Regions from separate parts of the Drosophila melanogaster genome. Here region 2 is linked to region 1. Evidence: chromatin contacts called from public Hi-C data. All regions are on one chromosome and are shown on one strand. The core of a region is the stretch at or near the end of the contact, and the rest is flanking DNA. Distances in the headings are between cores, read along the strand shown.

What was found. A called contact is a pair of places that touch in the nucleus more often than the background predicts.
Region 2: a Hi-C map of the Kc167 cell line shows a contact between it and region 1, with 2.3 times the contacts expected there. A contact is called at or near these places in 3 of 107 Hi-C or Micro-C datasets (the Kc167 cell line, embryo and embryonic mesoderm).

Annotation. Positions count from the first base shown.
Region 1 is chr3L:4,105,123-4,110,706 of dm6, reverse strand. It overlaps Ack (Activated Cdc42 kinase), which reads right to left and starts at 2,521. Exons shown (of 3, transcript NM_139602.3): 1 at 1,724-2,521; 2 at 1-209. The coding sequence starts at 206. Fit1 (Fermitin 1) reads right to left here. Exons shown (of 2, transcript NM_139601.4): 2 at 3,591-5,584. The coding sequence ends at 4,321. It overlaps lncRNA:CR45670 (long non-coding RNA:CR45670), which reads left to right and starts at 3,237. Exons shown (of 1, transcript NR_124778.1): 1 at 3,237-3,564.
Region 2 is chr3L:4,539,224-4,544,807 of dm6, reverse strand. It overlaps CG11357, which reads right to left and starts at 2,757. Exons shown (of 4, transcript NM_001259697.2): 1 at 2,704-2,757; 2 at 1,901-2,165. CG32243 reads left to right here and starts at 3,564. Exons shown (of 6, transcript NM_168094.3): 1 at 3,564-3,743; 2 at 3,797-3,885; 3 at 3,961-4,095; 4 at 4,155-4,513; 5 at 4,578-4,723; 6 at 4,777-5,506. The coding sequence starts at 3,640. The coding sequence ends at 5,401. CG11353 reads right to left here. Exons shown (of 6, transcript NM_168093.3): 6 at 5,538-5,584.

The DNA of each region.
Region 1 (5,584 bases), core at 1,272-3,771:
TCCATCAGCCGTCGAATAGCCGGTTTCCCCAGACCACATCGCTCCAGATCGTCAGGTAGCACGTAGTCGAAGTGCGCCAGCCGGGTCACCTGTAGGTCGTCCCGTATCCTGTCCAGAAACTGCTCCAGCTGCACCTCCCGCAGCAGATCCTCCAGCCAGGCCGTCTCGCTCCCGAGCCCACCATCCACCGCCGAAGTGGAGGTCATTTCCTGAGGGGACGCAAAACGAAACACAATAAGTTGAAGGCAATCTCAACAACATAGTGATCGGTGAATGAACTGTGGTCAAGGGTACTGGGTCAATCGCGCAATCACGTATTTTAATATGTATGTATGTATCCACTTGCCATATGCGATTAAATGGTCAGGGAACAGAGAAAGTGCGCAACATTTATGGACCGCCAATGCAATTCCATATCTTGTCATTAACAAAAGGTGAAGCAATGGGGTTCAGTGATTTCTGACGCAATAAAATATTTCGAAACCGTAGTTTTTAATAGCTAATTGAATTAATATACGTATATACATCGATTGATCAGAGGTTTGTAAAAGTAGTAGTATTCATTAAATCCTGATATATAGTTCTATTCTCTTTTTTCAACAATAATTATATAAACAATAATCTATTGCCTCATTAAAAAATACTTAATATAAAATCCAAGTTCACATGCTCGTCTATTAAGCGGAAGTAAGCTGGTTTCTAGATAAGCCATTTATTTAATTCCACGAATCCGTCAGGCGACATACGTGTTGAATCTATGGCTGCTTCCAAGGGGGCCAATGCATACAAAAGTGGATTTGTGTAAACATATCCCCACATGACGTCACGTTTTCTTGGCAATCCCTGTAAACGCATTGCGTCACCCTTCGAACCCTATCACTAAGAAGAGATACATATACATATGTATCTGTGTACATATATAGGAAGAAGTAGGTGGTTCGGGATCTCAGGAAATGCGGCTTGAACTTTGGCGCGTGCTGAAGTGGAGTTTATAAATAGACCGCAATAAAAGGTGAGCAGATGCAGGCACAGAATGTAACCGATATGCACGCCCCATGGGATTCCCCTTGGGATGAACAAAATGATAGCCAGATTGCTAATGTCTATTGTTAAGGAGCGAATAATAGAATTTACACTTTGCGGCGACAGTTTGACTAATTATTCGGGCGGAAACTGGAACTTAGCGGATGCGAGAGCCACACAGAGATGTCCAACGAGACAACAACGCCCAGTTGAGAGCAGGTTGCCAGTCCATCAGCTGTGTCGTATGTAGATACAGTCGAACGTCCGTAACGCGGCATCTGTCGTTAACTACACATATGTGCATATACTCGAAAATGGTGACTTTAAGGTACAGAAATAACCCAGGTACAAACGCTGGCATTGTGTATCTAAAAATAAATACAGCCGTACTTCCGCGATTCAAAACAAAACCCAGTTAAATTACCCTTCGATTTAATATTTTCGGCTAACATTGTATCCTATCATCATAAGAAGTATTATTTATTTAGCTCAATTTCATGGCAAATAACTTTAAGTTTAAGAAATAAAATTAAGTTTAGTTGGGGTCCGCGTACGGGGGTTCTACTGTACCACAGCTATCACACCCCGAATTCCACGAAGCGGCTAGTTCCATTCACTATTATTTTGTTGGACATTTGTACAACATTTCCACCGGGTGTTTGGCTGGAAAGGGTTTTTCTTTGTTTTTCGAAATACTCACCGAATATTAAACAGCTGCGCAGCTGCTGCGACGCTGGCTGAGGAGCGTCGACGTCAACGCGGACGTCGCAGTCGCTGCACTTGGCTAAACTTGAGAAAATTGGCAAACTTCCTGTCTGTAAGCGAACAGGTTGTCCAGACAAAAGATGTTGCGGCAGATGGAAGTGGTTTATGCGGTGGATATGGAGATTTCTGGCTTAAAGATGTGAAATTCGATATTCGAGTTGAAGACAGCGCAGTTGGCGTCGCAGTCGCCGCAATGTAAACGATTGTATGCGTGCGTGTGTGTGTGTGTGTGTTGGCTGCTTTGTTTACACTCGCCAAATGAGCAGCTGTCTGCTTGGCTGCTGATTTTGATGGCGGGCGGTTAGTGGTCCCCTCATGACGCAGACACGTAAATATTAATTTATAGTGCACACACGAGAAAACAATGAATATTCCGCTTTCAACAGCGCTCAGCCCCTCCCCCACCGACCATCCCACTCGATCGTTTCACGTTTTTGCACAATTTCACACACACACGCATTCGCTGCACGGCCGTTTGGGTCTGGGTGTATGTGTGCGTGTGTACGAATCGAAATGCACGAAAAAAACAGCAACGCAAATCGCAGGTGCCACGAAGAACCGAAAAGAGCGAGAATTCTTTACTTTTTCAATATGTTAACTCGCTGAAATCAGCTTGATTTTCTTTCTAATGCGGAAACATCGTCGTTAATCGCAGTTAGCTGCGCTTAATTTGCAATTGAAAATGCGCGACGGCCAAACACTTTTGGTATTTTTTCAAGCAGCTGATGCAGTGGTGATGGAACAAAACGCGATGAATGTTAAATATAACCGATGTTTCTCAAATCATAATTCTGAATATCGATAATTTATATCGAGTATTTAAGTTATTTACTGTTACGATTTAAAAATATGATTTAATATTTACTAACATTTAAACATAAAAATATACGTAAATATATAACTTTGTGAAAGTGGTAAATTATCGAAGTAACACATTTAATTTATAAAATTCTTGTAAATATTTTACATATGTAACTAAATCAAATTCATTTCTATTTCATTTAATCGTGATTAAAATAGATTCCAAAAAAAATTGTATTATCCCTGTTACTTAAATCTTTTTGTGCAAGTGTCAAGAAGTATTATTTTTCTTTAGAGAAGATAAATGTGAAATGCTTGTTTTTTCATTCCTTAAAATTGTTTCTATATTAATCATGTCAATTTTTATCACAGGAGTGCAGAACATTTAAAAACAAATTTGTTTCTATCATCTTGTGATTCAAATGTTGAATTATAAGAATTCGGTTTTATGTGGGCGCTGATTGCATTAATCATAGTTTTTTTTTACTAAAGTCAGCTTACATTAGTAATGTAAGTACTTACGACTGTAGCAAATATTAAAATGCATTTTTTTTTTTTTTTGATTATAGATAATACTTGGAAGTGGTATTTATTTGTCATGCGCTATTCATATCTGGCATTTTCCTTATTAAGAGTCACCCCGTTAAATTAAATCAAATTGAAGATTTCGCCAGCCATTGCGTGAGAAGTTGCCCCATTCCGAGGCACATACGTAGCTTTGGGTCGCGGCCATCAATCAATGGCGTAGCACGGCACGCCTATAATCTCGAATCCCCATATATACCCACTGTACAACGCCGTGGTGCGCTTATCAATCCAATTGAGTGCGCTGTTATTAATAACAATACCCGTGCTTTATATTAAACGCGTTGACTGTTGCATCAACGCCCCTCAGAAGCACACAGCGCGTCAATAAAAGTTGGATGAGTAATCCCAGTGGACTCGGGTTACCAACTGCCAGTGGAATGCATATGTAAAAACAAACAAGCCAGCCACCATTTACGGTCATTAAAAACATATAAAATAATTTATTCTGCTTATTAATTTGTTTAATAAATATACAATATATAAAACTGCGGGTTAGTCGCGCAAGTCCGCACAAGTGTGGTAAAAAATGGACTTAAGTAGTGTAACTTTAACGCTGTGTTAGAAACAGACAACACAGAGAACACAGGACATTGACTTGGACTTGTTTTGGGTTAAGATTGCTCTGGCGAAGGCACAACATCGTTATCATAATCGTTATCAGCGTGGTGATTGTTATTAGTCTAGAATTCCATTTCCATTAACACTTATACACGAACGCTTTCGATTTGGGTGGGTTGACTGACTGGGTTGATTAAAAATGTAGGTAATCGTTGGACAACTTCTTGGACAACTTGGACAACACAAATTTAAGAGACTTATACTTATAAAGTTAATTATTTTTTTTTTTAGGTAAATGCCGACAAAAGAAAACCAACTTCTGGTGTCGGACACTAGTCCGTCAAAGTTGTTTACAAAATATATACGTATTTAGGTTGATAAACCGAACAGAAAAAAAACATTGAGAAACTAACAACTAGAGTTACGAAGAAGTTGCTTGGTGTGGTCCACAGATTACCAGTCAACCCATAAATCAACGCACCCTACATTAGGTAAATATATGTAGATAAAACTGTAGAACATGCGACGAGGTTTGTGCTTGGCACTCAAGACTCCAGTCCAATGCTCCAGACTGCGCCAATCCGTTTACGACCAGCCGCCCGTCAGCTTGTGGAACATCTCCTCGTTCAGCGTCTGGTTGTTCTCCTTGGATCGCATGGACATGAATATGTAGCCGCCGATGAACTCGTGCACCACCTTACAGTCGGCCGACTGCACGGAGAAGACGATGTTCTCGTCCTGCAGCTGAATCATCATGCACTTGATGCCCCAGTTAACATTCCAGGCCTTCATTGTGTTGTAGCGCCAGGTCTTTATGTGATCGCCGGTGTTGAGGTCCATGCGCATGATACGATTGTTGGCCACGCCCAACAGCTCCTCCTTCTTGTGTCCATCGAACTTGATGATGAAGAGAGTAACACCGAAGTCTGGTAGAGATTGCCAAGCCTGGATGTACTTCATCTTGGCGTCCATTAAGCTCAGCTGGCGAACGTTGGCATGGGCCTCTAGGATCCTCTGCACCGCCTTGCTGGATAGTTTGCGCATCATTTTGGGCGATAGGTAATCCATGGGCTCAACACTTCGCGGGTTGACGGTGAGCGGAGCTCCCTGGGCGGGTTTCTGCATCTGCAGCAGCGAGCGAATACTGCTAACTTCGCTGTCGTAAGAGCTATCGGCTAGAGAGCGACCCTTGGCGGCCAGACGACAGGCTGCCATCCACTTGGCGTACTGCTCTTCGTTGTCGCATCTCACCCAGACCTCACTGTTCGGACCATTTCTGATCTCTGACGGAACTTCCAGACGGATGGCGAACTTTCCTTGGGCCAGGTTAACATCGGGCGTCACCTCGCAGCCCTTCAAATTGATGCTGATGGTGGGAGCTCCCCGCCTGGACTCATCCTGCGATTTGTAAAGGTGCAGATGCAGATCCCTGTAGGTGAAGAAGTAGCGCTTGTATCCTTTAAGGGTGAACCTTTGAGGCTTGAGGAATTTCAAATAGTCCGACAGCTCTGGTATCCTGGTGATGTTGCCCTGATCCTTGCCACCTCCTGGTCCTTCGAGTGTGATCTGCAGCTCGTTGAGAGCGGAGTCAATGTCGTCCTCGCCGCCAGTCTCCTGACTGGAGGTATCTATTCCGGAATCGATGCCTGGGGGATGCAGATCCGTCTGATGATTCACCTGGAACTGCAGGGCGGCAAACATGAGGGTCTCCTCCTCGGTGGGTTCCAATTCCTCGTTCAAAATGCTCCATTTGGCTTGCTCGTACAGTTGATTGATCCTCACTTGGTCGTACTTGGGGTTCAGATCGAAGAACGTGAAGTATTTGAAGCGCAGGCACAGAGTGTCATAC
Region 2 (5,584 bases), core at 1,508-4,007, 430 kb before region 1:
ATCCACATCAGCAAATGCGTGTGTGAGAAGAGAGGCACGTGTATGTATTTGTTTAAAATAAAAGAACAATTTGCATTATACGAACATAAACTTTTAAAGTATTTTGGTATGCCTTATCTAAACAAATTCACAATGGAAATAAGTGTTATTCTCTCGATGTTCCGCTGGTTTCAAAAAAAAAAAACAATTATCTGATAAACATTATATTTATTTGAAGCATTGAATTTGAAAGTCTCACATGAGGGGATCACATGATGAAACGGAATGAATTATTATGTTCGAGTATTAGAGTATTATATTCTAGCTGATACTAGCACATTGATAAAGACCAAAATACAATTTTCTTAAAATTATTAAGATTGGTGTGCTTATACACAAAATTCTGTGAAACTTGCTACATGCAGATTACTTTTCGCATATCTTAGAAAAGCATGAATAAGTCGAGTGGAGAAACCCAAAAGGAAGTAGAAAACAGTTGAAAGATTAAGTTGTGAGACATAAGGATGTTATTTCATAAACGTACTGTTTAGGATCGCAAATCGCTCGAAATTCGGGTATTAATAATGAATAGCAGTTCGTACGTGTCGAAAATTTCGGCGCGGCAAGGGGGAGTAAAAGAGAAAGCAAAAAGCTGAAAACGTTGACGTGACGTTACGTCGGCGGAGAATCTCGGGGTCACTGTACGGACCAATAAAAGTAACACCGCCGACGTCTAACGCCTCGCACCGCCGGTTATCAGTGGGCCAGAAGGCGCAAACGGGTGAAAAGCGGTGACAGCAGCTGATAGGCAAACAAACAGTCAAGCAAAGCGTATACAACGTTATTTTGCGCCACTGAAAAAAGCGTTAAAGCCCATTCGACAGAGACGGCCGATCGAGGGGAGATGAATGTGGGAAAAAGAGAGAGCGAGAGCTTCTCGCGGAAGCTGGCGCAATTAAAAATCAGAGCTTCGCCAACGAGCATGTGATTGAAAATTTGAAGCGCCAATGCAAACAATGAACTTTAAACTGAACGGAATGATTGTAATTCCTTATAAGCCATAGTGCTCAATAAATTAAACATTAATTTAAAGTACACGTGTTAAATGTCTATTAGCGAAAATCACACAAAAATCGATTTAGATCCAAAATATCGCCCTTAGAGATATGGTGCTATCTTAGTGGGACTCGAACACGGTCTTCTTAGCGACTTCTTCTTCAGATAACAAATCTATTGAATATGTAATAAGTTGAATACATATGACTTGATTGATATCAGGAAAAATTGATATAGAAATGGGTTATTTTTTATTGATAAGCGGTGTATCGGAACTAGTGAGATTTCCACTGTACCTAAGTGATGAGGTAAACACTCTCGCAGTCTTGGGCAAACATTCAGACGGGAGCGAGGCGCACAGAAAGATAGGAAGAGGGAGACGGAGCGAGGCGGCACAGTGGGACAGGCCAAGGACAACGAGTTGAAAAAGGCGAAAAGGAGCAGACGAGCCAAAACGGAGGACAACAAACAGGCATGCGTGCCACTGTGCCTGAACTTGTTCAAGGTCAGTCCTCAGCGACAGCGACGTGCTAACAAAAAGCGAAGAAAATTCATGTTGGAAAAAAGCACAAAAGAAGAGCACACAACAACAACGCCTCTTAAAGGCGAAGAAAAGAGCGAAAGAAGAGATAGATGCGTATATAAAAAACAAAAAAAAAAAACGCTACCCACACATGAAAGAGAGTGAGCGAGAGAGCAAGTGTCCCTCCCCGCAGCAACAATGACAACAATAGGATACTGTTCAATGGATGCTGATAAGCAAAAGTAAAAGACAAAACCCCTCGAAATCTGGAGAGATAGTATCCAAGCACTCGCATAATTAATTTCATACATTTTATGCTTTTTTTTATGTATTAATAGTCACCTGCTGGTTGTTCGCCTGGCTGCTTCCTCATTAGCCAGTCAGTCGAATCCTTGCGGGAGAGCGAGGGAAATGGCAACAAATGTGCGTTTTTAATTAATTTCCATGTGAAGCACTCACGCACACTTACACACACCCATCGCTTTGGGTAACAGTTCAAAAACAGAGTTAGAGCGAAAGAGACACCAATTGGGAGTGCTAATTCAACACACACGCGCACGCAGCACTTAATTTGTATAGATTTTTGGCATCAATTTGTTGTTGGCAGCTGGAATAAATTTACTTAACTTAACACAATTTTCAAGCTTGCACACAACCACACCAACACGAACACCTATACAGACGCGGCGAAAAGAAATGCAAAAGGAGATGAAGAGGAAGAAGAAGAAGCAGGCTGAAGGATGCTGGGCCTGGATTTCTCTTTCCTTTTTTCGCTGCCCAAAAAGGCGTTGACAGCGCTTTTATTCACTTTTAATTCATTTAACGATGGTGTTGTCCGACTTTAATTGTTTATGCGCTTGGGTTTTTTAAGAAAAACTGAATAAAAAACGGAATAACCGCCGTCACTCGTCGAAAAATTCTCGGCGCGGCTATTGTTCACTTATTATCATGTCATATTTTCCAACTGATTTGAAAGACAGTATTTTAGAGAATAAGTATACCGAGCGAGTTATCAGCGACGTGTGCAATTTTTATGCACTTTTTTAATATTTTAAGTGGAAAATAAAACACAGAGCGTTTCAGAGGGCGCTAAATTGTTTTTTGCCCGTTCGGAACTGAGTAACTGAGAAGCGTAGCGTTATTACCAGTCTTTTTCTTCTTTTTTGTTGCTGCCCCGTTCGAATTTCTCTCGCACTGTTAGCCGCTCTCAGTTGCTGTTAAAGCGGCGAAATTCACTGTTATATTTAACAGAGGCGTTGTTGTTAGTTGTAAAGAAGGGCTGTTAAGGGGAGTTGGCTTCATAAAACTTTTTGAATATTCAGAGTTAAAGAAATCTAGTTTTTAACAATATTTGTATCAAAACACATTTAAAAATATTAACATGTTCAGTATTAATATATATTATTTAAGTATAAATTTCAAAAACCCCAGGCATAAGATTTTATATACACCACTGGAATGTTAACTGAAAGCGGGAGATAGGGATGGAACTCAAGCATCGACACGCGTTTAAAATTTGGGGTGACCATTTCTATCGCTTTCTCATCTAGCTTGCCTAGATTTTCAAGATCCATCTGCCAAAATTGCTATCGATTAAAGTGCATCGGCTCAGTCGCCATTCGTAAGTTGTAAATTACGAAGAAACGCAATGATAATTGATTCAACCGATAGGAAACCTATTTTAACTTAACATTAAGATTTTAACTTTTTAAATTGCACTAATATCGTTATCAGCCAACTAAATTTTGTAATTACTTAATTACTTAATAACAAAAATTAGAATAATATTTAATTCGTTGAGTAATAATGCCTTTTATGAAACCTAATTATTTACAAACAGTCGAATGTAAACAATATTGGGGTGATCATAAACATTAAGAGATATACATTTTGATAAGTGTTTTATTTAATGTTTATTTAAATTACAAATATCCCTAATATGACTGGTAAATACATCATATTACTTAGATAGTGACAGTTCGTCAGCACTGACTATCGATAGCCGCCTTTTGTTGCAACTTCCATCTTCTACGTGCAACAGAAGAAGTTCTAGAAATAAGCAGGAATAAAAGTTTGCAAAAATGAGTGCTCCAAAAGGGGACGGAAACTTAGTTCCCACAGTCAGAGAAGTGCAGCAAAAGTTTGCCGACATCCTGGGCCATGGCAACGATATAACCTGGGATCTGTAAGTAGGATTCATCCGAAAAAATTGCAAATTATAAAGCTCAAGGTTTGCAGAATATCGTCGGGTCAAGAAAACATATTGAAGGCAAAGCTGTCTCTGCTGAATTTCGATTCTAACATGTTTCATGCGATCTGGAGTTATAGTGAGTTATAGTTATAGTAAAATTAATAATATATTCCAAATAAGCGTCATTATGTTATCTACTTTCTCATATCAGGAAAATACTCCAAAGGGCAGTCACTCACGTCTTTATTTTTTGTGATGGTTGTCAATAATGTATATGATCCCAAGCTGGCCGAAGAAAGTAGATCCTGGCGCCTGTATCCGGTGTTTCGATGCCGACGATGCGTGGGTAAGCTCGATAGTTATAAGTAAATCGAGAAATGTATTATATTTTTTTATTTGTACAAGATGAAACTGGACATTCCAGCAACATTGACTGTTGCATGTCATATGTGTCACAGTACTCAATGTCTGATTCCTGGAACCGATTTGTGACCCATACGGGGTTTGCCGCAGGTCTAATGGTCACCCCGTATCTTGGAGTTTACAAGCAAACCGATGGTCGCGTTGAGCTAAAAACGTATACTACCACTCAGATATGGCACCCAAATAAGAAAGATATACCAATAACACCCGAATCGTTGAAAAAAGCATCCAGTGTGACTAATAAACTTAGAAAAATCATCATACATTCAGTTCCATTTCTGGTTTATCCTGAAGAGGTTTTCGACTTCTGCGCCAGTGAAAAGATGCTTTCGTCGATTTTGGTATAAACTTCATATTTCATTAACATACATTCGAATTTGTTTAAATTGTTTGTCTTTCATGTAGAATCCTCATAGTTCTACACAATCTGGTGATGTGGCTGGTCTATCCGATTCCTTAGTATTATTTACGAATAATCTGTACAATTCACGCCTTGAATCGCTGATGAATAATAATAATAATGATCCCAGCATTTTTGTTAATCAGCAACGGTAGGTATCAAAGGATTCATATTGCTCGCAAATCTAAATAAAAATATTTCTAGATCGGCGTGGGATAAGATTGCTAGGGAATCATTTAAAATTGAGGGAAATGTGAATCTCATTCGTTGTTGCAATGGAGTGCCCTCAATACCGAAGCTGGATAAAATATTTCAGCCCATTGATAGCAAGATCAAGAAATCAAAAAAGGTTGTGGAGGCTGAAAAACCAGAAAATACTCCAAGTGATCTTCCAGAAATAGAAATAGATTTATCTATTAAAGTCAAGGGGCAGGAAATAAACCTGCGAGAATACGGAACCCAACTCAAGAAACATATTGCAAGCTCAGAGAGCTTCGACATTTTGATAAGTAGAATGTCAGAGCATTTGGAAGTCGACACTTTTAAGCTTATAATGGCGCTAACGCAAACATTTGTGGAAACTGTGAGGGAGGAAATGTGCCAAATGCTAAAATATTATTTTCCCACGGAATCCATTCTATATCAGATAATACTGTGCATAAGTAAGCACCATCCAAAGTGGGACTTCAATGAAATTGAAGAGCATTCGTCGGATATTTTGAGGCGCGTACGAATGTTTTTTGTTTCTACTGGACCGAATCCCTATGCTGAATTTTTAAAGAAATGTGAAGTATGTCCTGGATACTACGACATATGCAAATCGACTTAAAACAATATTTTGTATTACCTTACCTTATGTGAATTCCACTGCCTTACGATCATATAATAAAAGCCAAATATACACAATGTATATCCTTTAAAGAAGGACCATTCCAACATATATCGAGTAAATTATTCAGATTTTTAAATTTTTTCAACAGTTGTATATTCTGTGCTGGGGAATAATGATTTT